Linked DNA regions of Oncorhynchus kisutch: region 2 is linked to region 1. Evidence: chromatin contacts called from public Hi-C data. All regions are on one chromosome and are shown on one strand. The core of a region is the stretch at or near the end of the contact, and the rest is flanking DNA. Distances in the headings are between cores, read along the strand shown.

Region 1 (4,068 bases), core at 98-2,597:
CAAGCATTTCGCTACACCCGCAATAACATCTGCTAATCACATGCATGTGACCAATAAAATTTAAACCAACCATGTGACCAACCAAATTTCGAAATTGCACCTTGTGTAGTCTACTATTATAACTGTCAACAGTAAATTGAGACGCTGACTGAGTTCACCGTCCTAGGGGAGCCTTGTCATTAATTAAAATGATCAGGCTTGTGCAGGCATGCTGGTAGTTACTCCAGCCACGAATAACGTTGTGTTCCATCCAGTTGGTCACATGAAGAGTGAAGGAAACATGATTTTAAAGAATTGACGGATAGGGATGTGAGAGATGAGCGTATAGCCATGTCCATTGTTACAAGCAATCAGTTCATAGTTAAAATGTTCATATTTCGTTAACAACAACTTGGGAGGAAATTGTATGGGCTCTAGAGTTGCGCAGCGGTCTAAGGCACTGCATCTCAGTGCTAGAGGCATCACTACACTACTATCACAATTGGCTGTGATTAGGAGTTCCAAGGGCGGTGCACAATTGGCCCAGCTTCGTCTGGGGTCGTCTGGGGTCGTCCGGGTTAGGGCAGGGTTTGGCTGGGTAGGCCGTCATTGTAAACAAGAATTTGTCCTTAACTGACTTGCCTAGTTAAATAAAGATAAAACAAAAACACAGTGGGTAACCAACTGTTCAGAAGATTTGCAGAAAAACAGCCATTTTGATCTATTATGTACATGCACACCGGGAAAAAGATGGTGGAAAATAGAAAAACATGTAAACACGTTACCGAGATCCAGGTCGACAAGAGTATTGCACCTTTGCAATAGATTCCGACACTCTCTGAACAAGGCAGCCATGCTTATTTCTCCTTGACCTGACAAGGCAGCCATGCTTATTTCTCCTTGACCTGGGCGTTTACAGGGTCACGTCTATTAAGATTACAGCTTTATCAAATTGACTTCACATTTTTTTGCATTTTAGCTAAACCTGATGGACCCTAATTCTTATTTACAATGACGGCCTAGGTAGTGGATTAACTGCCTTGTTCAGAGGCAGAACGACAGATTTGTCAACTCAGGGATTCGCGCGAACCACTAGGCTACCCGCCGCCCCCTAGAACCCCCAGCGACTCACTCCATCATCACTCTGTGTTGTATACGTTTCGCTCTATTCCCAGTGCAAGATGCAGCAACTGGGCAAATAACCTGACATTTGCCAGAGATAGCTACTGTATATTCATTAATTGCTTTATTGGTTTATACTTGCAAATATATTGTTTTGCGGCATCACCTCATTGGAATTTGCGCGTGGTGGAAATGGAATCTCTCTCCTCAGCACCGCCACCAACCCATCCCGGAAGTGACACCATCAGTTTTCACATTTCAGGAAAAGCATCAGCATCTTCAATGCTTTGACAACGGGGGTTGAAGATATTTCCACAACCGCGTTTGGACTGACACATTTGGCTTTCAAAACACAATTTGTCGCAGTTTGGATTCGTAAGACAGGTAATGAATCGATTCAAGCGGAATAAATATCTGTGATTGTCATATTGCTAGGGGATTTGGCCTACTAGCAAGACGTATAGCTATAGCTAACACTGAGATTATTGCTAGCTAGCTAACAATATAAGCTAGTTTGTTGTCAGATCCGTTAGCCAACGTGACGTTAGTTAGCTACAAGGCCCTTGAAGGTTAATGCGGAGATCTTAATCGATCCACTTTTCAATGAACATGATAGTTACGTTAGGGCAACGTTATATATGCGAACATTATAGCTATCTAGCTAATCATCTTAAGCGTGTTTGTGTCAGATACAGGCTCTTGGAAAATGCCAAGGGAATATTAGCTCGCTACCTAGCTATAGTTAGCAACTCCCCGTTCGCCTGTGGTAAATGAGACCTGTGCTGGCTGTGTTACATTTGGCTGTCCTTGTTTGGGCGATCACTCGCTTCAGCTTTTGGAAGCCTATATTGTGGTTTTTATTTGACATGATCTCATGCAGTCTGTTTGCCATCATGTCGTTATTTTAACATGTTTAGGCAGGCTTGGAATTCTTCCATGTTACATGTCAGTGGGTAAAATGTCAATATGATGTGTGTGTGTGAGGGGGGGGGGATATGCATGCCCAATCAGAAATGTTTTCATATCCCTTCCCTATATTCTTTCCCAAATTCTCTCTATTACAAATTTTCCCTGCAGTTCGGACAAATGAAGTGACAAACAGGATATGATGTCATCGTTCCAGGTGGTGGGCTCTTTGCCCAGCAGTGTCATCGGCGTCATGGAAACATCAAACTTTGCCCATGTCATCTTCCAAAACGTTGGGAAGAGCTTCCTGCCCCAGGAGGCACTGGAGTGTTGCTACACCCTCACCTCGTACATCACCCCCAACCCCAAAGACTGGGTGGGAATATTTAAGGTAACACAAACACACACATCCTACATCACTCCCCACTCCAAAGACTGGTGGGCATCTTTAAGGTACACCCTACCCTATTTACAACCCACCCCCCAACGACCGGTGGGCATCTTTAAGCTACACCCCACCCAAAGACTGGGTGAGCGACACTAGATCTCCCTTAGCTCTGCATCAGTACTTCTCACACTGTATAGAGCATTGATTCATAAGACGCTATGCAGTCATCCTATGCAGTCGTCACTGGGCCTAAATGTAGCCTCATGACCCTCCAACTAGAAGATTGGCCGTTAGGCCTCGTCGTGCCTCCAACTAGAAGATTGGCCGTCAGGCCTCGTCGTGCCTCCAACTAGAAGATTGGCCGCTAGGCCTCGTCGTGTCTCCAACTAGAAGATTGGCCGTTAGGCCTCGTCATGTGTCTCCAACTAGAAGATTGGCCGTTAGGCCTGGTCGTGTCTCCAACTAGAAGATTGGCCGTTAGGCCTGGTCGTGTCTCCAACTAGAAGATTGGCCGTTAGGCCTGGTCGTGTCTCCAACTAGAAGATTGGCCGTTAGGCCTGGTCGTGTCTCCAACTAGAAGATTGGCCGTTAGGCCTGGTCGTGTCTCCAACTAGAAGATTGGCCGTCACGCCTCGTCGTGCCTCCAACGAGAAGATTGGCCATTAGGCCTCGTCGTGTCTCCAACGAGAAGATTGGCCGTTAGGCCTCGTCGTGTCTCCAACGAGAAGATTGGCCATTAGGCCTCGTCATGTGTCTCCAACTAGAAGATTGGCCGTCAGGCCTCGTCGTGCCTCCAACTAGAAGATTGGCCGTCAGGCCTCGTCGTGCCTCCAACTAGAAGATTGGCCGTCACGCCTCGTCGTGCCTCCAACGAGAAGATTGGCCATTAGGCCTCGTCGTGTCTCCAACTAGAAGATTGGCCGTTAGGCCTCGTCATGTGTCTCCAACTAGAAGATTGGCCGTTAGGCCTGGTCGTGTCTCCAACTAGAAGATTGGCCGTTAGGCCTGGTCGTGTCTCCAACTAGAAGATTGGCCGTTAGGCCTGGTCGTGTCTCCAACTAGAAGATTGGCCGTTAGGCCTGGTCGTGTCTCCAACTAGAAGATTGGCCGTTAGGCCTGGTCGTGTCTCCAACTAGAAGATTGGCCGTCACGCCTCGTCGTGCCTCCAACGAGAAGATTGGCCGTTAGGCCTCGTCGTGTCTCCAACTAGAAGATTGGCCGTTAGGCCTGGTCGTGTCTCCAACTAGAAGATTGGCCGTTAGGCCTGGTCGTGTCTCCAACTAGAAGATTGGCCGTTAGGCCTGGTCGTGTCTCCAACTAGAAGATTGGCCGTTAGGCCTGGTCGTGTCTCCAACTAGAAGATTGGCCGTCACGCCTCGTCGTGCCTCCAACGAGAAGATTGGCCGTTAGGCCTCGTCGTGTCTCCAACGAGAAGATTGGCCGTTAGGCCTCGTCGTGTCTCCAACGAGAAGATTGGCCGTTAGGCCTGGTCGTGTCTCCAACTAGAAGATTGGCCTGATTCTCATCAACCTGATTCTCTTCTCTATTTCAGTGTTTTGGTTTTTGCCCTTACACTACACAGCTGATTCAAATGATCAAAGCTTGATGATTTAGATGGTTATTTGAATCAGCTGTGTAGTGCTAGGGCAAAAACCAAAACGTGCACCCCTTGG
Region 2 (3,912 bases), core at 1,244-3,743, 160 kb before region 1:
TATTTGCTTGAGTGAGACATTTTCGATACACTCAACAGGTAGATTCAGACACTTCGTAATACCATCGCACCCAGGCGACACCTGGAATTAACGTCGAAATGGATAGAGCCCAGAGTAGTTCTACACAGTCTGGCCAAACACTGATCTTCCGCATTCAAGCATAAAATCATACGCCGGTCAGACATGTTCCTCACACACGGTAAACAGGCCTGACAATTGAGCCTCTCACACAGCTTCTGAATCTAAGAATATCTTCAACCAATTCAAAACGTCACACCAAAAACGAAACCATCTCTGTAATATACTGGACAGATGTTCAAATCAGAGGTCGTGGATATATATGATTCAACAATGTCCGGATTTTATTGGACAGATTTTTGTGTCAATAGTTTTACACCGACATATTTAACAGACACAGATAGCCTTGACATATTATAGTTTTGTCTGTATAGTTTACCTTTATATACAACCACATGAATACACACACAATATAAAAGACATATGGTTCACATGGGCACACATTTCCCAGAAAATGATGTATGCATTACAAGCGGGATTGCACCTTGGATTGGTTATGAGTGAGAGCAGGAGAACCGTTTGAAGAAGCTAAACTTTAAATTAAGATGCACGTGTTTAGTGGAGTGTTGAAGGGGTAATGGAACGGATTAATATTTAACCGTGGAAGCTATAATCCTAAAGGCCGTCACTTCCTGGGGATTTCCAAATGTTTTTTTTCTCCACACGGTGAAGTTAGAGTGTCTGTTTTCCTGAGGTTACTGCATGCCAGTTGCAAAAATTATACGTCCCTAACTTTCTCCTTGCTTTGGTCTCCATTCACCGAAAACAATACACAATGGAGGAAAATGGAAGGTCCAGAGTTTTTCTACATTTTCGTTCCATAAATGTCTCGGCACGCATTTGGCAGAGTATATTTGTGAACCATGTTCGGTGGGAAATAAGGGTTAAATTGTTCCAATCAAAAGGCGTGAATAGCATATTGTGTGTGTGTGTGTGTTCAATTCCCATCCCATTGTTGTATGTCAGTCAAAACTAGCTGATACTCTTCACTTTGACGACCACCTTCTTCTCCTTAACGCGTCTGTTCTGAAACCAGATAGTGACCTGTCGCTCGGACAGGTTCGTCTGGGCCGATATCCTCCTTCGTTTGTCCTTTGTTATGAATTTATTGGCCGCGTACTCGCGCTCAAGTTCCTTCAGTTGCACCTTGGTGTATGGCACGCGCTTCTTTCTTCCACGTCGGAAGGAGCTCAGGTCCCCTCCCACAGGAGACACCGCGTCTGGTGGAGCAAAACGGAAAGCGAAATGGATATAGTAAGCCGTTCACAAACCATACACAAAAAAGGTTACGTCTAAAATAGAAAGGGGGTCTTCGGCTGTCCCTATAGGAGAAGCCTTCGAATAACCGTTTTTGGTTCCCGATAGAACCCCATTGGGTTCCATGTAGAACCCTTTCCACAGAAGGTTATACATGGAACCCAAAGGGGTTCATCCAGGAACCAAAAAGGGTTGTCCTATGGGGACAGCCGAATGACCCTTTTGGAACCCTTTTTTCTAAGACTGTATTCTCAAAAACGAATTTACAAACGCGTTATATTATTTTACAGAAAAGGTATCGTCTCTAACATTTTGTTGTGGATTAAGCAAAAACAAACACAATGAAAAGTTGTTCTGGTTTATTGCGTAAAACCTGAGGGCTCTCTACCTATGTTGTACCTGGTATGGAGGATTTCCACATGTGTCCGAGCTGAGGCTGCTCCTTGGTGCAGTAGACCTGCCCGTTCCAGCCGTTAGTTAGAGCCCACGGCTGGTAGCTCTCCATGGGCAGCAGGGGCTCGTGTCTGTGTTCTGCTGGCCCGCTCATAGTTGGTACAACTGGCACGTCCAGGTAACTGGGTACGGGCTGGTATGGGACCGAAGCATAGCTCGGATAGAAGGCGAACTCCTTGGCCCTAGAGGTGAAGTCATCGCCCGAAGCGGATGTGTCCATGTACTTCTCCCCGTACGCAGAGGGGGGCTGTGTTCCGCACGACTTTATGCTACTGTGGTGCGACATTCTGCACGGATAGTAGCCGCTACCGAAGTATCCATAGGGCAGGGACGCGCTGGAGGAGCTTTGCACAGCCGAGCAAGGGCTGCACTGCTTGGATGGCTCGCCCATTCCCGAGGTTGGGACGTCGCTTGACGAGTATGCCGTGCTCGGAGCGAGGGACGCGGGGTGCGCCATCAGGTTCCTGCATTGGTTTGCCGCAAAGTTGCCTCCCGCAAAACCACCACCGCCAGCGTCCATGTTCTTGCTCACTTCATCGGAACCGCCGCCGTTGTCGTAGAGGAACATCACCGACGGGTCGACCCAGCGAGGACGGAAGAGCAGTGACGTTGTCATAGCACGACATCCAGCATTGAGGCTTCTGGCTCTTTTTTAAAAAAGCATAGAGGCTGAAAAAAGGAGATACTGATTCCGAGAGAGTAAGCGACTCTGACGCGCCCGGGTGCACCAAGGTCGCGCCTCTATTGGCCAAGAAGGGGCCACGTGATAGGCTATGCAAAGAGGACGATAAATATCTCCCAGTGCGGATAATTAAATGTAGAAAAAATGCGGCTTTGTAAGATGACCGTACCTATCAAGGGATTTGGCTTGTCTTTTTGCCGCTCAAAACGAGAGGGTTTCGTGTGTAAATAGAAAAATAAATATCTATATCTATATTTATATATCTATACTTATATATATATTATATATATATATATCACTCCTATATACGGTTACACTTCAAACCTAAATTGGTTTGAAAAGGGTTTTTATTTTATCATTGGAAAGCAAAATAAAAGTAGTCCAGACGGGTTCAAAAGACTGCGGTGACTCACCAACTTAAATACATCCATAGACGTTGCTTTTACGCACATAAAGGCAGTCCGTGTAAACATGTCTATGACACAATGTCATTGCTGATTATTTTGTACATGGTGGGCCTATATTAATTCCACAAAGTATAATCCATTCAAAGCCACACACCCCAATACAGCTCACATAATTAGTACATAGCGTAAGGAATGGTCGCCAAGGACACGTTTCCCAATATCCCATAAACGACAATGGAGATGGACTACTAGCTAATGTTAACAGTGTTTGAACAGACCGAACCACTGTGGGGAACACGGATGACTCATCCAAGAGACACGTATCGGATAGGGAGTGGAATAAAGAAGGGAAATAAACAAGCTTTAGAACAACACGTCCATCTCATTTTTCAACTAAAGATAATTCAGCTCAAATCCATGGGAGATGCTCTCAATCAAAATGCCCCGTTTTCATATCACTCAAATTAGAGCGACAGGTTCGAGCATTCAAGAAATTAGTGAGAATTCGGATAGACAGTGTGCCCAACAAATACCAGATCCCTCGCTTCCGACATGTTTACAATATGCAAAGACAGAAAACAGTTCTCAATGTTGGCAACTCGGTTGTTTTTCACATAGCCTACGGGGTAGACGCGGTTAGAGGCCAAGGTCAAGTTGAAAGTTGCTGTCTAGCCGACGAGTCTGTTGGGTTGTTCAGTCTTTGAAGGACCCGGCTGAGTTCTTGAAAAGGGCGGAAGAGGGGTGAGAATTCCTGGCCTAATGAAAGCTTTGGAGGGCATTAACTTTTACTATCATTTTGTTTTCTCGAACGTTTTATTCTCGTTGTGTCTAAGGAAACATGTTATGCATCATGTGTTTTGCACACGTTGGAAAAGTAGGCTAATCGGAAAGTTTCATTTGCAAACCAGTCTCGTGTTTTGGAGACTTTTGGTGAAGACGGGTGAAAATGATGTGAAGTAGTATAGGCATGTCGTTGTGTTTTGTCTGCTTTGTCGTGTTTATGTCTCTCCTTAAGGCTCTCCTTCCAAATATATT

What was found. Hi-C and Micro-C count contacts between places; a contact is called where the count stands out from the background.
Region 2: a contact with region 1 is called in a Hi-C map of liver, with 6 times the contacts expected there. The contact joins the promoter of LOC109908589 here to the promoter of LOC109907257 in region 1. A contact is called at or near these places in 2 of 2 Hi-C or Micro-C datasets (liver and muscle).

The regions. Positions count from the first base shown.
Region 1 is chrLG17:17,124,975-17,129,042 of Okis_V2, reverse strand. It overlaps LOC109907257 (tax1-binding protein 1 homolog A), which reads left to right and starts at 1,347. Exons shown (of 17, transcript XM_031793125.1): 1 at 1,347-1,485; 2 at 2,179-2,398. The coding sequence starts at 2,207.
Region 2 is chrLG17:17,289,648-17,293,559 of Okis_V2, reverse strand. LOC109908589 (homeobox protein Hox-A13a) reads right to left here and starts at 2,493. Exons shown (of 2, transcript XM_020507256.2): 1 at 1,735-2,493; 2 at 340-1,298. The coding sequence starts at 2,404. The coding sequence ends at 1,051.